Regions from separate parts of the Danio rerio genome. Here region 2 is linked to region 1. A link is a contact called in public Micro-C data. All regions are on one chromosome and are shown on one strand. Each heading gives the region's core, a stretch centred on a gene start, on an enhancer-like site or on the middle of the called end of the contact. The rest is flanking DNA. Distances are from core to core; before and after follow the strand shown. Region 1 holds the start of ddx17 (DEAD-box helicase 17). Region 2 holds the start of nprl2 (NPR2 like, GATOR1 complex subunit).

The links. A called contact is a pair of places that touch in the nucleus more often than the background predicts.
Region 2: a Micro-C map of caudal fin shows a contact between it and region 1, with 5 times the contacts expected there. The contact joins the promoter of nprl2 here to the promoter of ddx17 in region 1. A contact is called at or near these places in 1 of 18 Hi-C or Micro-C datasets (caudal fin) and 2 of 4 datasets of contacts at active chromatin or transcription factors (embryo and gastrula embryo).

Annotation. Positions count from the first base shown.
Region 1 is chr6:20,540,368-20,546,917 of GRCz12tu, forward strand. ddx17 (DEAD-box helicase 17) reads left to right here and starts at 3,651. Exons shown (of 13, transcript NM_001326391.1): 1 at 3,651-4,070; 2 at 4,257-4,413; 3 at 5,976-6,072; 4 at 6,529-6,550. The coding sequence starts at 4,015. aldh1l1 (aldehyde dehydrogenase 1 family, member L1) reads left to right here. Exons shown (of 23, transcript NM_001198772.1): 22 at 215-414; 23 at 556-611. The coding sequence ends at 611.
Region 2 is chr6:20,694,127-20,700,873 of GRCz12tu, forward strand. nprl2 (NPR2 like, GATOR1 complex subunit) reads right to left here and starts at 1,749. Exons shown (of 11, transcript NM_001045847.2): 1 at 1,611-1,749. The coding sequence starts at 1,688.

The DNA of each region.
Region 1 (6,550 bases), core at 2,401-4,900:
ACTTTCTCCAGAAGAAAATATATTGTAAGATATACTGTGAAAAATTCTATGCTTTGTTAAACATCATTTGGGAAATATTTAAAAAAGAAAACTTCAGAGAACTTCAGCTGTATATAAAGCCAGCAATTTAAATGTGTACATTGCAATGATTTTTTTGAATTGTTACAATTTAGTAAGAATCTAAATCGGATATTTCTCATTTTTCTTGATTCAGAGAAGTTGACAAGGTGCTGCAGAGGGCTAATGCTACAGAATTTGGCTTAGCATCAGGTGTGTTTACACGTGACATTAGTAAGGCTCTCTATGTGAGTGAAAAGCTTCAGGCTGGCACTGTGTTCATCAACACGTACAACAAGACGGATGTGGCAGCTCCTTTTGGTGGCTTCAAACAATCTGGCTTTGGCAAAGATTTGGGTAAGACATAATACCTGGTGAATTCATTTAAATGCACATACATCTAACAGTTCAATGTGTGGTTACTAAACTAGATTTCAGTCATTTGTTAACTTGTAAGAAAGGAGTTTTTGTATAACACGGGGTGTCTTTTCCATACAGGTCAAGAAGCTCTGAATGAGTATCTGAAGACTAAATGTGTCACAGTGGAATACTAACTGACAAAACACTGGACGTATAGTAAAGATTACGGTATTTTAATGCTCTGAAGTGGCACTTCAGCTTGACCTTCAATAAATTGTCAAGTAAACTTAATCATTACATATATCTATGAATGAATGAATGAATTCCATTTCTTGAGACAATTAAAAAAATGAAATCTTGTGTTTTTCTAGTTTTGCATCATACCTGTAAATGTCTTGCTGTTTATAATATTGGAGAAATTCAAGGACCATGCATGAGACTTTATCAGTTATAATGGATGTTGTTTCACTTTATATTGTTTGCAGATCACTTGCTTAGGTTAAGAGACTGTGAAAAGTTTTGGGTAAACCTATTTGACCCGTTGTCCTTCACTGCACTGATATTTTTGGATTGAATTGTAATAACTGAACTGTATTTTATACAGTTTTTAGAAACCAGAACTTTTTTAATTTCTTCCTTGTAAACAGATGAACATATTCCAAGGAAGTGCAAAAAATTTTAAATAAATAAAGAAAAATCAATCCAGTATTGTCTTACAATTTTCTTTAGAATATTTCTTTAGTCTCTTTAGTCTTAGAGTCTATTTAGAGTGTTTTGTTCTTGTGCATTTGTGTTGTACAATTATACAATAATATATATATACTTTATTAGCTACACAGGTCCACCTGCTTGTTAATGCAAATTTTAATTAGCCAACTCAATGCATTTAGGCATGTAGACATTGTCAAGACAATCTGCTGCAGTTTAAACCGAGCATCAGCATAGAGAAGAATGGGAAGTTAAGTGACTTTGAACATGGTACTTTTGTTGGTTCCAGACAGGCTGGTCTGAGTATTTTAGAAACTGCTGATCTAATTAAATTTTCACACACAACCATCTCTAGGGTTTACAGAGAATGGTCCGAAAAATAAAAAAATTTAGTGAGAGCAGTTCTGTGGTTGCAAATGCCTTGTTAATGTCAGAGATGAATGGCTAGACTGGTTTGAGCTGATAGAAAGGCAACAATAACTCAAATAACCACTCATTACAACCGAGGTATGCAGTAGAGCATCTATGAAAGCACAGCACATCGTACCTTGAGGCAAATGGGCTACAGCAGCAGAAAACCACACCGGATGACAACTCCTGTCAGCTAAGTACAGTAAACTGAGGCTACACTTTGCACAGGCTCACCAAAATTGGAAAAATGTTGCCTGGTCTGATGAGTCTCTATTTCTGCTACAACATACAGATGGTAGGGTCAGAATTTGGCATCAACAACATGAAATCAGGCACCTATTCTGCCTTGTATCAATGGTTCAGCCTGCTGGTAGTGGTGTAATGGTGTAGGGAATATTTTCTTGGCACACCTTGGGACAATTAGTACCAATTGAGCATCGTGTTAAATGCCACAGCCTACCTGAGTATTGTTGCAGACATGTCCATCCCTTAATGACCACAGTGTACCCATCTTCTGATGGCTACTTTCAGCAGGATAATGCGCCATGTCATAAAGCGTGAATTATCTCAGACTTGTTTTTTGAAAATGACTATGAGTTCACTGTACTCAAATGGCCTCTCAGACCCTTTATCACACCACAACTTCATAAGAATTCGGACCCCAGCTTCCCCAGCAGAAGTGGATTTCACTTTTAACAAAATGAGATTGAAGACAACATTTTAAATCAAACCTAAAATCAAACAAGTTACTCAAAAAAAATCTCTTTTTATAAACAAATGAAGATTTGCATGTACTCTTTCATTTAAAATAGTAGCAACCACTGCTTTTCAATTGTGATCCAAAAAAAAAGATTCAGCATGTACTGTGTGTAGCAAGAGCAGTTTTTAAGACACTGATTTTATTTTTTAAGCAAACACAGTCTGGCTTTAGTGAGTGACATGTAAATTCATTTTTATAAGCAAAAATGGCTTAAACCTCCTTTATATTTGTCTCCATTTCTTGCTGAATTTGTCCCATGTATTCTCTTTTAGACAAACAAATAAGTGATATTTTTGCTGCATTGTGACAACTTTTTTTAAAGATAAACTACAATAATTTTTTGCTTTTCTTTGGTTGTATCCATTGATTTCATGCAAACCCACATTTTCTCAATATAAGTAAACTTGCAAGAGAAATAACTATTTTACATCTCCTTGTTCATGTATAAGTTTGAGTAAGAATTTCATTGTACCCGTCCCTACTGTGCATATGAAAATAAACAACTTTGAGTCTTTTCATTTTGGCGATGAAAATTCTAAATCTGCCAGCAGGTAGCGCAATGATAGCGTTTCCAAGGCTGCAACCTCCGAAAGTGTTTTCGACGCTGCTTTTCATTCATAAGCAAGTGGTGCTCATCATGCCTGAATCCATTCAAAGTGTTTTGAGGGATGACGGGTGTAGGGTTCGAAAAACTTATATTTGAATGCACTTTTGAATCTTCTTAACAAGACCACGGAGGTGTGCTTTCGTCGCAGTGCTTGTACATTAGTTTGTACCTTTACACCCACTAAACACCCTTTGGATCGTCTCTTGTCAACACGTCTTTTGCAAGATATGTGTCGGATGGAGTAAGATGTATCATCAAACAATTATTTGATGTCCTAATAAATGTAATGTATTTTCCCCTTTTGTAAAAAATATGTGTATGGTTTTTATACAGTATATTTGTCTGTTTCATATACATTACAATGGCTTTGTTATTGCATCAAAAAGGTTACTTGATGTAACGTTGATTGGGCGAATATAAGCTCTTCTTCTATGCATTAAATGGTGGGTTGCGAACCAAGTTTAAATGCCACATCGCCGCCTACTGTAATGGAGTTTGAAGACAACTGATCCTGTTTTTTTTACATACTGGCTATATTCTGTCTATCAAACTTCTATTTCAAAAGTCTGTCTATTTATTTCTGATCAATTCCACGAGTGCACTGGTTTGTTTGCCTGCATCTGTGCATGGTTCATCGTTTAAAATACTATTTAATGTAAATTGTGTTACTCAGGGAGGCGACTTCCGGTTTTACGGCCCTACGCGAATTCTTTACCAGACTACGCCTTTTTAGTTGCGTTATTCATACACTCTCGATAGAGGCTTACGTGCTAAAAGTAACGAAATTAAACGGGGCGGACACATACTTGCCTAGAGATAGACGACATTTTAAGTACATGGCCGCACTGAGATGTTGTTGTTGTTTTGGCACAACGCTGATGTATTTTTGCGCGTTTGATTGTAGAAGCTTAGTTTTCATGCGGCCGTAAACAGTTTAATGGACAATCCGCATACTATATTTGTGTAATTAAACATATCACGACCGATTATTAGAAAAAAAACATTTTTTACAAACTAGATAACGATAACTTACTTTTTTTTTGTGCAGTAACTTACTCGGAAAAAAAGCTTTTTTATTCAGCTTTAACATTACCTGACGACAAGGTAAAAAATGAGAGGAAGTTCCTCATATGGAGACAGAGACAGAGATCGAGGACGGGATAGAGGGTGGGCCTTTGTTTATTGGAACTTGTTTGTCCATGTGTGTTTACAATGTATTAATGCCATTTTTATGGATATGTGATGTACAATGTCCAAGTTAACAAATTTAGCTACTGGTTTTACACTATTCTGAAACGGTGCTCATAACTGGAAGGAAAATGACTCGAGGTAAAAGACGTGAATCTTCCACAGGCCTCGCTTTGGTTCTAGTCGAGCTGTCCCACCCCCACCGAAGAAGTTTGGGAATCCGGGAGATCGGCTGAGGAAAAAGAAATGGGACCTGGACCAACTACCCAAGTTTGAGAAGAACTTCTACAATGAAAACCCAGAAGTACATCACATGAGTCAGGTAAGTTTCATCAATTTACTAAAGTTTCGTTTCTGTAATTTTGAAACGGACTGTTTTTACTTGATTAACGTTACATTTCTGGTGGAAAAACGTCCTAAATTGTTTTAATCGGTTTTATTAAACTTCATTATAAAATGATCAAATATGGTTAATGGAAGCTGGCGTGTATGGAATTCCCATTTCTGTTCTCTGAGAAAAACGATGACTTAAAAAGTTGAAGTTGTGATTTATCAAAAGCTTGAAATAATGACTTTGCTCTTATGAACTGTGAATACATGAACATTAAGGTGTATTTTAACTGGGGTTATTAACCGCATGGCATGGAAAAAACTTAGAGCTAAATCTGCTGTAAAATAAATATAATATTAAGTATTGCTAATCTAGATATTGCGTATAGATTCCTCTTTGCAGAATATCATGAAAGGATAGCTGGAATTACTGTAGTCAACTGTACCACTGCAGCACATGCATTAGATTCATGCACATCCCGTCTGTAATGCAATGATCATAAATTTGGCATGAATGAGTAGGGCAAGAGGGAACATGCGGACGTTTTTTGCTATTTCTGTGGAGAATTTTGTTAAAAATCTGCGGATTTTTGTGGAATTATTTTAGGAGTATCATAACTAAAACCTTAATATATGAAATAAAAAAATAATGTCTTTTTTTATTTAATGTTTACAATGCAAATCCAATTAGATTCACTTTATTTGGTAAATAAAGCAAGTGTATCATATAATATATCTACTTAAAGACAGAAAATTTTACTGTACAAACTGCATTGCACATAAATCAGATGATCATTTTCATAATAGTCAATAATATTATTGCAATTAATTTAAAAAACGAATAAATATAGATTTACACACATTTAATCAAGTAAATAAACAGAATTAATGATGGGCTAAAAATCTGCAGAATGCTGTGCGCGCAGATTCCGTGTGGGCCTAAATGAGTAAGAACTACTGGAGTAAGCATGCAGTGCCTAGGCATGATTATAAATTTAGAATATTACATTTATTTTGCTGCAGGTTTAGCTGTTAGGTATTTTAGTTCATAGATTTGTTCAGAGTTTTGCCTGGGTCTCTTTCCAATTAGTTCCTTCCTAACATTTTTGTTTTGTCTTTATCCATTAGCGAAAAAGATCACTTTTTCATTATAGATTCTGTCACTCAGAACTGTTTTTATTTAGTTATCATCTCGTTTCCACCAGAAAATAAATGCTGTAGAGTACGACAATTGACCAATAATGCTTAGATCCTCTTTCTTATTGAAACCTTATGGTTTAAACCCAGGCTTATTTTAACAACTGGAATGGCGTTAAGAATGAAACAAAAAAAACAAATACATGCAAAGAGCATTTAAAAACATTTTAGCTGTCATGATCATGTAACGAATAAAAAAATTAAACCATGGTTGAGTCTGAAATAAGTTTTCTTTACGCATTTATTTATTATACATTTAAAGTGTTAAATGATTGCCCTTTAATTGGTTTAGGGAACTTCTGTGTTCTGCTATTGCTTTTATTTTTGCATTTATATTTGTCTTTGTATGTTTTATAGTATGATGTAGAGGAATATCGCAGAAAGCGAGAGATCACCGTCAGAGGCTCTGGCTGTCCAAAACCTGTCACCAACTTTCATCAAGCTCAGTTTCCTCGTGAGTTTAATTCAGATTTAAATAACCAGTTTTCACATTTTATCCTGTTTGCTGAAATAATAAAAGAAACACTGGTATTATCAAGACTTTCAGAAAACGGAAAAAAAAGTAGTGAAACTGAAAAAAGCAGCCAAAAGAGAAAACAACAGCAAATTTAATGTCCGGCCTATACACTCTGTATTACAAACGGTTATTTGTTTTGTTGTAATTTGATGTAAAGATGATATAATACATTTAAATGTTAATACATCTTTTTAAAATCAAAATATTAAAAACTTTCAAGTCTTGTGAAAAGGGTCCATAAGAATACATGTTTTTGATTATTCACAAAAGTGACAAATGTTTGTCAGCTGACAAACCTAATTTTCGTTTCTATTCAATGAGTGTATTTATTTTCTTTATTTAATGGTCAAAGCACAAAACAATACAAGTGATACAAATGTATTTTTTTTTCAGAGTATGTAATGGATGTGCTTCT
Region 2 (6,747 bases), core at 499-2,998, 150 kb after region 1:
GGAGTTAAATGTACAATGCTGTTTTAGACCCTTTTCACATGACGTTACGTGGTGTCCAGTTTGACTCCACACTGTGTATCCTTACTTCCGCCTACACAGAACTCTCCATAGAGAATTCACCCACTCAGCTGTGTATTTACTAACAATATATGGTAAGACGGTGATTATGGTGACTATGGTTTTCTGTTGTCTGCATTCTAGGCAAAACATCTAGCTTCCAAAAAAATGTACTGATCAGTGAGATTTGAAAAAACTAAAAAAATTTCAACTTTTAACAGAACGTGTTGCTTTGTATCTTTACTGCAGATGAAGTTGGTATGTACTTGTTAGCATTTGTCAAATAAAATGTTTAAGACGTTCACATGGGTGCTGCACATTTTTTTTTATGTCAACTTTATTTTTTATTTTTTTACTACCATTACATTATATATAAGTGTATCTTATTTATGAACATAAAATGTAAAAAAATCAAGACTTAAAAAAAAAAAAACTTATTGATCATCAGGATCATTTAAGCAAGGTATGAAGAACCGTTTCCAAGGAGCTGAAAAACTGACACCTGAGTCCTGATTGAGTGGTTCTACATAAGCACAATGGTATATAGCAGAGGTAGGAAACCTATATAGCCACATGTGGCACTTTGACCAAAAACATGTGGCTCTCCAGCTGTCTCTCTTCAATAATATTTTAAAGTTAAAAAAAATTCACTAGAAATTTGTTTCCTGTTGAAAGTACAAGTACAATTCCATTTTTATTGTGTTTTCTACAGCGAAATGAATATGAACTCAGTTTACAATAAAATGACTTTTTAACCAATGCACATATGTGATGCTGTGATTTAATTTGAATCGTGACACCAATAAAGGGCTAGAAACTTACATTTCTATTGTAACCTCCCGTATGTAAATTCAAACAACATTCATTAGTGGCGATGGCAAAAAGAAATAAAAAATCAATAAATTCACTTTGTTCATACATTGTGATGCGTTACATTTGTTTATTTTTGCGTTGTGCATGAACATAAATAAAGGTTTTGTTTATTAATAAATAAAGGTTTTGTTATATACACACCCCCAATGGCTCCTTTAAAAAACACTTGATTAAAAAAAAATCAGAAATTTCTCTTTGCTGAAAAAAGGTTCCAGATCCCTGGTACATAGTATATAAATGCTATATAACATAGCATCTGCCCATGACACTAGTGAAATTAAATGGACGGTTTCCGAGTTGGGGGCGTGTCAGTAAGAAATATAATGCTATATATTAAGTAAACACTTGTGGATTTTCATTGACAAATTGATGCGAATTCTTGGCTTTTCGTTTTTCGATAAGCAAAGTTAACAAACCCTGCTATATTTTCTTGTAATCTATAAAAAGTAGGCATAACACTATTTTTTGCCGACAAAAGGAACCTGAACACACCCGACGTCGTAACTTATTACGACTTGTCAATTTATAAGTATGATCACAGTAAAACGTCATGTACGTAACTTTGCTGTGATAAGCCAGTTAACTAGATAAACATTATCTTGCTGTGCGTACTGTGCTCTTTTGCAAGCCATGCAGCCAAACATACATCTGTTCCCAAATACAGGTTTCTGTGATGTTACCTGATATGTGATCTTTGGTCCTAACGTTGGATGAAATTCACTGAAAAATATACAGTCTATTCGTCTGTAAGTACCCATTTCTTTAAGTAAAGTTTTCTGTTGATGTAAAAACAATACTGTTCTTCTTGTTGTAATTTTTATGGCGGTTGGCAACCAGCTTTTTTGAGAATTACCGCCACCATCTGGATTGGAGTGCAGATCAGGAGTAATCTAACCCATATTTTCTTATTGTGATCAAAAAATAAGTAAATAATTATTTTTTTTCTTTTATATAACTACTAAATTCTGTGACTTAACCATGCGTCTTTCGTTAAGTTATAAACATAGCTAAAACAAGCCTTACTGTTCTTCTTCTTGGTTCTATGGCGAGTTGCGAACCAACTTTTGAGGTGCATATGGCCACTTACTGTGATGTAGCGTCATGACACTGGATTTCTAAATTCTATTTTATAATCCACTATTCTTAATGAATCCTATATTTACCTATATATTTTCTCCCTGAATCTAGAACATCTTTTAATAAACCTTTTAAATGTGAAATCCTGATATCCTAAGGTATACAATTCCTCTTTATGATTTCTCTTTTTATTTTCATGCTTTGCATCTTTTCAAAACATGTTCCACTGTCTCCTTTGTTAAACATGTTACATAAACCTGTCTCATGTTTCCTTATTATGTATGATGCTTGATTTAAGGGCAATTCTTCAACTATGGGCATTTTTAGCCTTTGTGAAGTTGAGTAAAAAGAACTTGTTCAAAAGTAATGTATTGCCTTATAAGTTTAAACAATTTGTCTAGTTTTAAGATCTGTAGGAGGAAGATAATTAGAATGAGATATGAAAAGAAATTGTTAATATTTAACATTTTTCCATTATTAAATGAACAAATGTAATTGCCACCACATCTTAATATAGGCTACAGCTTTTATTTCAAAATGAAATAAATTATGGCAGTCAAACATTGTCTAAGATCATTTTTGTTTCTAGTTTAACCAATCTTTCCACAATGTACAATAGTTATACATTTCTCAATGAAATAAATTAGTCCATTAGGACCAAATGTTGAATTGTAGCCTACATTTGTCACACTCTAAAATATTATTTGGTTAAAAGCTTATTACAAAATAAATGAACTGAATTTATATGTTAAATAGAGCATGAACTCGTAACTTGTGAATAAATTTGTAATGTGTCATAATAACTTTAAGTATTTTTTAAAAATGTGTGTGGTGATGAAAATGACAGGTTGTGATGGAAATGACAGGGTGTGGTGGAAATGACCACGAAACAGTGACAATGTAGAGAAACATTAGATATTTATTAGAAAAAAAAATAAACTCTTTAATTCACGCTTATTAAACACAATCTACAAATTTACTAAGCATAACCACACATTTCATTTTTTGCATGTGTAAAGCTGAGATTGATCTAAAAAACTGAATTGTCTAACAGTAACAGTGTATATTGTGAAGAACTGATTATTATTTAAATATTATATGAATTAATTTTGAGTTGCACAATGAAACTGAAAGTCCTGAGAGCACAATAATTCATTAGAGGGACGGCATGGTGGCGCAGTGGGTAGCACTTTGCATGTTCTCCCTGTGTTGGCGTGGGTTTACTCCAAGTGCTCCGGTTTCCCACACAGTCCAAACACATGCACTATAGGTGAATTGGGTAAGTTAAATCGTCCGTAGTGTATGTGTATGAATGAGAGTGTATGAGTGTTTCCCAGTGATGGGTTGCAGATGGAAGGGCATCTGCTGCGTAAAAAATATGCTGGATAAGTTGGCGGTTCATTCTGCTGTGGCGAACCCAAATGAATAAAGAGACTAAACTGAAAAGAAAATGAACAAATTAATAATTTATTAGTATGGTATCAGACCTCCTTTTGCCGATGATATACCATCAGTTCATCTCGGGAATGATAAATAAAAGTCCTGCACAGTGGCCAGAAGGATTTTGAGCCATTCTTCTCGCAGAATAGTGTTTAGGTAACCAGGAGATTGCTCATTCCCAGTTCACTCATTCCCCTAAAAAACCTCAAAGTGCTCAACACTATTTAGATCTGGTGACTGTGCAGGCCATGGGAGATGACTTCACTGCGATGTTCATCAAACCACTATGTCACCAGTCTTGCTGTGTGTATTGCTGCTTTATCATGCTGATACAGGCCCCCGCGTTCAGGATACAATGTTTGAACCATTGGGTGCACATGGTCCTTCAGAATGTGTTGGTAGTTCTAGGCAGTGATGCTAAATTTAGCACCCGTATTGGGCCTAGGCAATGCCATAATATTGCAGCCCAAATCATCACTGATCCCCCCAGTTCTGGGTTGAACACTTTCTTGGGGGCTGGATGTGGTTCTTCACCAATTTTAGTAAAACTCTGTTAATACTCTGCTAATTAAATCTTTACACTCTGATCTTACTGGTGGAATGAAGATGAATGAAGACTCATGAAGGTCACCAGCGTCTGAAATTTAGCCATGAAACCGCCAACACTAAATTGGCCACTGATTTAGTTTTATTGTCTAACCCTTGAACTTTAGCAATCCATATTAATTGTGTTTTGAAACCATAAATGTCTTTTCCAGAGAGTTACCCTTAAATGTGCATGTCCTGTACCTAAATGTTAATATAATTTGTTCCCTTGAACTAAGATTATGAGTTATTTTACTTTTCTATATTGGTTTTTGAGTAAAGAAAAAAAAAAAATATATATATATATATACTTTAAATATATATATATAATTAAATTCTGTTACTTAATATACATCTTTAAAACAAACTTTACTCATGTTTAATTACAAATTTGTAAACATACATTGTAATATGTTCTTCATTTCAAATTCAACTGGTTTTTCTTATAGTTGAGTAAACAGTCCTTGGGCCTTTTTATGTTGTTTATGAGCTTGCTCAAGGAGCATGAGCAAATGGGTTGTGGTTCCATAGTGTCGCATTGCAATTAATTTTACTTCACACACTCAACACTAAAGATTTGTTTTCTCAAATTTTATCACAATGTTCTATGACCACACCAAAAATAAATGATTATTATTTGCCCACAATTAATAAATAATGTGTAAAAGCAAGCAAAGTAGTTAAGGATAACTGTCTTTGAAAAACAGCCCTATCCTGCCGACTTTGCCAGAATGTGGCGGGATTGACTCTAGTGGAGGCTGTACAATTTTATTATAGTAGTTATACCCCTTTTTCTTAGATGGAGATGGGTGAGCAACCAGAAATTACCCCCAAGCTAATTAGTTTGATGAAACAACCTACTACGCCTGTAACGAAACTTGAAATAATGTGTTACTTTATTGTTTATAATTTATAATTTGTTTTGTTATTTTGTTGTATTTTGTATATGGTTTGATTTGTTGAATGAATTAAGTTGTTTGGGGACTTTAATTATGACATCAAAATTGCGGAGCCTACCGGATATATATCGCGTGTAGTAATGAATGAAAAGCAAAGCACACTAAGCAAGGAACACTAGGTGAAACACTGTAACAAAGGCACAGGTATATGGCTGCTTCACAAATTCCCCGTTCACGTGTTAAGGCTTGGTTGTGTTTATAAGATACAAAGCTCATGTTTCACTTGAAGGAAATCATGTAATTTTTTTATAAATCACACTTTAATTATCTACTTCTACTCAGCTAACATGAAAATGACTGATAAATTTCATAGTTCCTCTGAAAGGCCCGCCCTCAAGTGACTCTGATTGGTCATCATCATAATGTGCTGCGATTTGCGGATCGGCTCCACGTCACGCCAGTACAAGCATGCGCTTTTCTGCTGTGTGAACAGTCAGTCAACCTGTCTGCTCTCTAAAATAAAATCTGACATGTGTCTGTAACGAGTGAAAATGGAGTGCGGCTCCTTTAAGAGAGATCGTCTTTGTGTGTGTCTGTGTGTGTGTGAACTTTCTGTAACAAGCGCATGTGCGCGGGACTTTCTTTTTCTTTTTCTCTGATGCTCGGATTAAGTTATTTTCTGTAATATATCGTGAAAGAAGAATAAAGCACAAGATGTGGGATGCGACCTGTGTGAGCCTTGATTTGTTTTTCTGCTGCTACACGAGTTAGGTGAGCCTAAACTTCGCTGAAGTTCGAATGAAGCGGGGTTTGACGCGTGTATGAAGCGAGTAAACTCAAATGTTCACGCGGCTATTTACGCGCGAATAGCGTGATTTATCCGCGCGTTCCGCGTCTGGTGTGAACACAGCATGAGGCTACCTTTCTACTGCGCCACTGCCTTGCCTTAGAAGCATCTCTAGGACATGAGCATTAGGCACTGTTGGGACATGAACCCAGATCTCCTGTTTACAAGGCAGGCACTTCGACCAACTAAGCCACAGTGCCACTGCACTGAAAGTTGTTAATATTCAATTGACACATACACGAAATACTCAATGTCATACTCTCAAATCAGACAAAACAAAAAAAGAGAAAATGTTATAACAAATTGTGACATTAACCAACAGGACTGGGGTTACCCACAGGAGTGATCACCCGTGAAAGTTATCAATCATAAACTTTCACACCACAGTAAAGGATAGAAAAGTATTATTCGAAATGCACATAAGACACAGACGCTGCACCACATTCTGCTTTACCTCCATACCTGGCAAAAACCCTGTATAATGAAACCATAGATGCCAGTGACCTGTCTGCTGTCCTGGTGGTCTGCGAGAAGCACATGCATGGTGTGAACTACAGGGAGCTCTATTTCCCTAATTAAGACTTGAGCTCCCCTCAAAATGTGATTTGTAAAATTTTGGGGGTCTCTAAAATTATTGACAATCTGCTGTCTTTGAGGTGTGGTTTCTGTTGTGGTAATTATCATGTATTATTATGAGTAAAATTGCTTACAAAAATGCTATAAAATAATCATTCATGCATGAGTATGACTGCGATGAAGGCAATAAAGATAACGACATGCCATTTATTTCATGAACATCAGGGAGTGGGGGTGCTGTGGTGCAAGTTACACTCATGTTTGTTAACCTTAACTCAATTCACAGAAAATATATTAATGTTGGAGGCCTGATATGAGCGTGAAGTTCTTAAAACCCATTCTGCAGTTAGCAACATACAGCATAATTTATCCACCATGCCAAAAAGAACAAGG